Regions from separate parts of the Rattus norvegicus genome. Here region 2 is linked to region 1. Evidence: chromatin contacts called from public Hi-C data. All regions are on one chromosome and are shown on one strand. Each heading gives the region's core, a stretch centred on a gene start, on an enhancer-like site or on the middle of the called end of the contact. The rest is flanking DNA. Distances are from core to core; before and after follow the strand shown. Region 1 has its middle 270 kb from the start of Sp3. Region 2 holds the start of Sp3 (Sp3 transcription factor).

What was found. A called contact is a pair of places that touch in the nucleus more often than the background predicts.
Region 2: a Hi-C map of Schwann cells shows a contact between it and region 1, with 4 times the contacts expected there. The contact joins the promoter of Sp3 here to the enhancer-like site in region 1. A contact is called at or near these places in 4 of 12 Hi-C or Micro-C datasets (the Rat2 cell line, Schwann cells, mammary epithelial cells and 1 more) and 1 of 1 datasets of contacts at active chromatin or transcription factors (oligodendrocytes).

Annotation. Positions count from the first base shown.
Region 1 is chr3:77,997,206-77,999,934 of GRCr8, reverse strand. No RefSeq gene overlaps it. Among named protein-coding and RNA genes, the nearest start is that of Sp3, 270 kb to the left of the region's middle. Within about 2 kb of position 1,449, at least 18 of the 93 cell types and tissues checked have an H3K27ac peak or open chromatin away from gene starts, as enhancers often do. A contact at or near this core is called in Schwann cells, where this site is marked.
Region 2 is chr3:78,263,026-78,265,926 of GRCr8, reverse strand. It overlaps Sp3 (Sp3 transcription factor), which reads left to right and starts at 1,410. Exons shown (of 7, transcript NM_001427405.1): 1 at 1,410-2,090; 2 at 2,676-2,821. The coding sequence starts at 2,084.

The DNA of each region.
Region 1 (2,729 bases), core at 200-2,699:
CCTCCTGAGTACTAAATGGCAGACCCGTGTTATCAGGCCTGGCTTCTTCATATTCTGGCCGCTTTGATGACGGTTGTGGGCAACGTTTCAATAATCGATTGTTAAATTAGTGCACTTAGGCATGCCTACCAGGAAGACAGAGATTGGCAAGAAGATGCCTGTCCTCTCAGAACTTAATTCTAATGTAGAACAAGCCGAGTGATGTCAAACCCAAGGCAGGGGTGCCAAAGGATACCTAAGAGAATACCAAAGTTAGGTGTTCACCAAGAGCTACTGTTCAGTCCACAGTGTACCAGGCATGGGGAAGCCTGCAGAACACAGGGGAGATCAGGTCCAGCCTTAAACATCCCAGTCTGGGTGAGGAGACCATCCAACATTTGAGGAACGGAACTACAGGGAGGGATGTTGTCACGGCTGGACTTCAGTTGTGGCTGTTTGGTGTCAACAGTAGCCAACACACAACGTCTAGGATCTATGCTACTCATCTGCTTCCGAGTTATAAAACGTGGTGACCTGGTAACCATACAGTCTGCACAGGCTTGTAGCTTCTTTAGAAGCCCCTCAGCTCAGTGAGGGCAGCACCCATGAATCGTATTGCTTCATCTACACTTTGCTGTATCTGTAGTGGCCACTGGGCAACCCTTGGTGAAAAAAAGCGCAGGACATCACCATTCCTTATTTTCATTCTGTGAAAACCCCTAGAGCACAGGAAGAGGGCTGCAAGTTCTAGGCTCACCCTCTGCCCTCCCTGTGGCTGCCCCTCCCCGTCCCCCACTCCCAGCCCCTCTCTAAAGCAACTGGCTGATGCAGCAGGAGTGGGATGAGTGAGTGTAATTCTGCCTGTAACACTCCCAGCCGAGGGGCAATCTTGAAAGCTTTTGAAGGGATAGAGAGTGACAGTAGACAGATGGGCCCATTGACAAGTGTGTCCCCTGGTGGTGCTCCTGTCACAACTGAATTACTCTGTCACTTGTCATGTCTCGAAGTCAGGCTGAGCCAAGAAGAGGAAAGGCGATTGTTTCTACTGAGTCTTAGTCACAGGGAAATGACTCTGGAGCGGGGGCGGGGAGGGTACTGTGTGCTCTGGCTTCGGGAAAGTTTTATCACTTACTAGGAGTCCAGAGGAGGGCGGGCTAGAGAAGGCAGATGCGTGCAAACGAAGGCTGTTGGTGGGGATACTTTGCATTGGATCCCGATTTGGTGTTACTCGCTGAGTCAGGCTCTCTCTTGTACCCTGCCTGTCTATGTAGCAGGAACTGGCTTGGGAGCTCAGGTGAGCGGGATGGCAGCTCTCGATAGCCAGCACTACTGCCTCCATAGTAAGGGTACTTGACTGCACCCGTACCTGGGAGCCCTCACCTGCCAACCTCCATCCTCCATGCCCGCCTGATTAGGACAGGATCTGCTCGGAAACTTTCCATCCCACACTGCTGAGTCATGCTGCACGGGCGGGTCTCCAACCGCTCCCGGACACTTCGGAAAAGGGAGTTGACTGTGACTCTAGTCCTAGCCTATGTGGCCCGTGGGGAATGTGGCCTGGAATGTACTAGAGCAGCTTCAAAGTCAGGCCTGGAAGATGTTAATGTGATAAACATGTTTAGAGTCATGTTTTAGCCTGTCTGTCCGTGTATGTGTCTAGCATCTTTATATCTATCTGGGGAGACAATTTAAAAACATTATTTTACATTCTCTCCCTGTCCCTGTCCCCCTCTCCCTCCCCGTCCTTCCCTCCCCACTTCCTCCGCCCTCCTCCCCCGTGTGTGTGTGTGTGTGTGTGTGTGTGTGTGTGTGTGTGTGTGCCAGGACACACATGTGACATTCTGGGAGTCAGTTCTCTCTTTCTACTACGGAGGTGCCAGGGATCAAACTCAGGTCATCAGACTTGGTAGCCTGTGCCTTTCTCCTCTGAGCCATCTTGCCAATCCCGTAGGTATTTTTTTTTTTGCATTGCTGATTACCTTCTATAATGTACATTACATTACATTAAAGTTTTTTTTTTTATCCCAACAGTTCTCCTTTGCTCATTTTCTCTGTATAGACTTTCTATGAAGCATCAAGATGAAGTCTCTAAGGTGTAAAGGCTGTTTGGTCAATCAACCTAACACATACTTTAACCACTCCTTACTGTAGTCTAGGAAGTACGGCCGTGACTAAATGTTCACCTTGACACCCGGGAATCCTGTGAACTGGCTGGCTAGGCTGACCATGAAAGGCCGGTTGGCTCTTAAGGAGCTGGCCACTTTCCAAAGCGTCTCGACACTGGGATGGTGCTGGTGAGTGCGCAGACGTGCGTATGGGTGTGTGTGGCTGTGTATGGGAATCTAAATATGCTGCAGGGCCCAAATTCTGTTTGTAGTAAGCGATGTTTGATCTATAGAAATGGAAGCTGTCGTGCCTCATGATCCTGTTGGCTTTGGGACTTCCTTATCAATCACAGTCATGAGCTTATTACTTGTCATCCTCTTGTGATCGGATACAAAAGGGCAGCCATTTTGATGTGTGCACGTGTATGTTTTCGGTCACAGAGGCTTAAAATGGCAGCCCTATGCACCTACTTCTGTGTACATTTAAAGCGTTTTCTTTTACTTTTTGTTTATGGAAACGTTGAAATGTTTAAAGGAATAAGGGATATAGTAAGAAAATCTACCTGTTCAACATCAGCTTCCAGAAGCATTGATCACGCCACATCTGTAGCTCTTACTCTTCTCTCCTTCATGTTTCCTTTCTGA
Region 2 (2,901 bases), core at 161-2,660, 270 kb before region 1:
GGGACAGGGGAAAACAGACCTTATTGTTTTGAGATTTATTCATGATGTTCGATACTTTTAAATTTTCATTTAATGACTGTTTTGAAACATGTTAATCCATTGTCAATTATACTGTATTAGTTACTATACGTGTGTATTTATCTAAATACAGGTATTATGTTTTGCATATGAGTGCTTTGAGTGTATCTGCACTAGTTAAGAAAAAGGTATTCTTTCAAGAGACCATTTTGCTTTTGGTCATCTTAAGATAGGCTGTAACATTGACTCAACCCTGGTTGAAGTCTACTGAATCTTACCTTAGTGGTGAGTGATACTTTTGCTAATATGCATTCCTTAAGAGCTTTGCCTCAAAATAGTTTGAGTTATCTGCTTTTTGGCCCAAAAGCATTATTCTTGCTTGCATGCCACAAGAGAAAGAGAACATGTGTCATTGTCAGTATTAAAAAAATACCAGGAAATAGTTGGGGGAGAATTCCAGCACACAGGAGGCAGAGGCAGTGGCAGGTAGATTTCCTGTGGTTCCAGGCTAGCCTGGTCTACAAATCAAGTTTCAGGATAAACAAGGCTACACATGAAACCTTGTTTTTAAAAACAAACCAACCAACCACCCTCCCAAAAGTCCAAAAAGTCCTCTGAAACTGAGATGCATGCCCTCCCCACCCAGTGATTTTTTTTTAAGGTAGCGCATATTAAGCTAGTTTAAATGCTTCAATTTGCACAACATTATACAAAACATAATTACAATAATTGGGTCGTTTATTCTTGCTTGAGATAGATTTCTAATAAAAGTATTAAGGAAAGTGTTTCCTCCTCTTAAATTCAACCTTTTTAAAGTAGAAGTATCTAGAGGTAATAGACAATGTTCTCTTGTTTGCAGAACATTTTTTTCTCCTGAATGACTGCAAGACATTAAGGATGTGAAAGGAAGGAGTGTTAACCTAAATCACTAAGTAAAGAAAATGTACCTAAGCACTCCCAGGGGAAGGATACTTGGGGTGAGATTTACCATTTTAATAAATGTTGGCATTGTTGACTTATTTTCTTAGGTTAAGAAGCAGGGAGTTTGTGTGTGCAGCAAACTAATTTTAAAGGGTGGCTGTGCCTGACTGAATAAAATATAACTAAGCTTGCTTTGATATCACTGGCCAGAATTAAAACCTTTTTTCCTTATGAAGAGACTTGAGACTTTTTGCTGTCAGTGACTGTCTTCAGGGTCCACAGAAGTAGATGGTTGGTAACCAAGGGCTAAGGGTGGGGAGGATGAGGTGGGATGGGAAGGCGATGTATCCGAGTATGCGACCAAGAGCTGAATGTGTGTGAAAAAGTCCTCCTCCAGCCTCGGAGGGGGTGTCTCCCCCAATACCAGCTCCCTCCCCCAGGGCTCATGGGGCGGGTCCGGTTTGCTCAGTAGCAGCGGCAGCCTTGGGGCTGAGCGGTGGTGGCCTCCTGGCAGCGCTGGCAAGAACCAGCTTCGAGAGCCCATGCCCTGGGGAGATCCAGTCCAGGCGGCTGCCAGGATGGAGGAAACGTCGAGTGGAGTCGGAGCCACCGGGGACGGACTTCCTCCCCAGTTCAGCTCCCCGACAGCTTGGCAAGGCCTGCACGAAGGGCCAACGAGTGGAAGAGGCTTGCGCCTCGGGCCTGGCAGCCGTAGCCGAGGAACGAGGCTGGCACACCGGGGTAACGCGCGAGCCGGGGCCGTTCTCAGGAACCTACGGCGCCACGGCCGCTCATTGTCTCTCCCCTTCAACCCGGGGGCAAACAGGAAGCCCGCCGCCTGGCCAAGCGACGGACAGGCGTCCGGACCAATGAACACAGCTGACGGAGAGCCCAGCGGCAAATGAGCGCCGGGAAGAGGGGCGGAACTTCCGGGCGGGCTGTCACCCTCTTCCCCCCTTTTGGGCTGGAGGCTCCACCTTTTGTGTTTCCCGCACAGTCAATCAAAATAGGAAAAAAAAAAATCCCCGGACCGCTCCGGCCGTGTCCGCCGCCGCTTCCCGCATCCTCTCCCGCCGCCGCCGCCTTCGCTTCTCACCATGTGTAAGGCGGCGGGGAGCCCCGCCTGAGGTGTCCTAAACACACTATGACCGGTACGTAAAGCCGAGAGAGAGCAACCCTTGCTGCCTCCGCCGCCGCCACTGCCGCCCACAGCCAGCCCGGGGCCGCCACCGCCGGCTCCCGGCCCCGAGTGCGCGACCGAGTGTCTGTGGAGGCAGAAAGCCGCACTCCCCTCCGCCTCCCTTCCCTCCCCGCCAGCCAGCGTCCAGCCCTCCAGCGCCAGCGCCGAGTGCCCGCCGGGCTCGGGGCGGGCGGCCCAGTCCGCCGGGAGCGCATCCCCCTGTGTGCGGGCGCGGGCGGCGGGCGGGCGTGTGTGAGTGACTGACGGTGCGAGAGGAGCGAGCGCCGCGGAGGGAAAGGGGAGGAGAGGAGAGGAGAGAGGAGAGGGGGCAGGGGCAGCGCGGGGAGGAGGAGGAGGGAACGAGGAGGAGGAGGGTTACAGCCGCGGCGGGCGGGGGCAGCAGGAGGGGAGGAGGGAGCGCGCCGCCGCGGCCGCGGCCGGGGGGAGGGGAAGGGGCCGGGGCCGGCTGGCGCTAATGTGGCCGCGGCCCGCGGGCCCCCTCCCTCCCCGCACCCGCCTTCCTCCCCGCCCCACCCCCCCCGCGCTGTGCCTGCAGCTCCCGAAAAGCCCGTGAAACAAGAGGAAATGGCTGCCTTGGACGTGGACAGCGGCGGCGGCGGCGGCGGCCACGGCGAGTATCTGCAGCAACAGCAGCAGCAGCAGCAGCACGGAAACGGCGCGGCGGCGGCGGCGGCGGCCCAGGTGAGGAGCGGCTGAGCGCGGCCCGGCTCCCCGCGCGCCGCTTTCTCCTCCCCTCGCCCTCCCTTCCTCTCTCTCTCCCT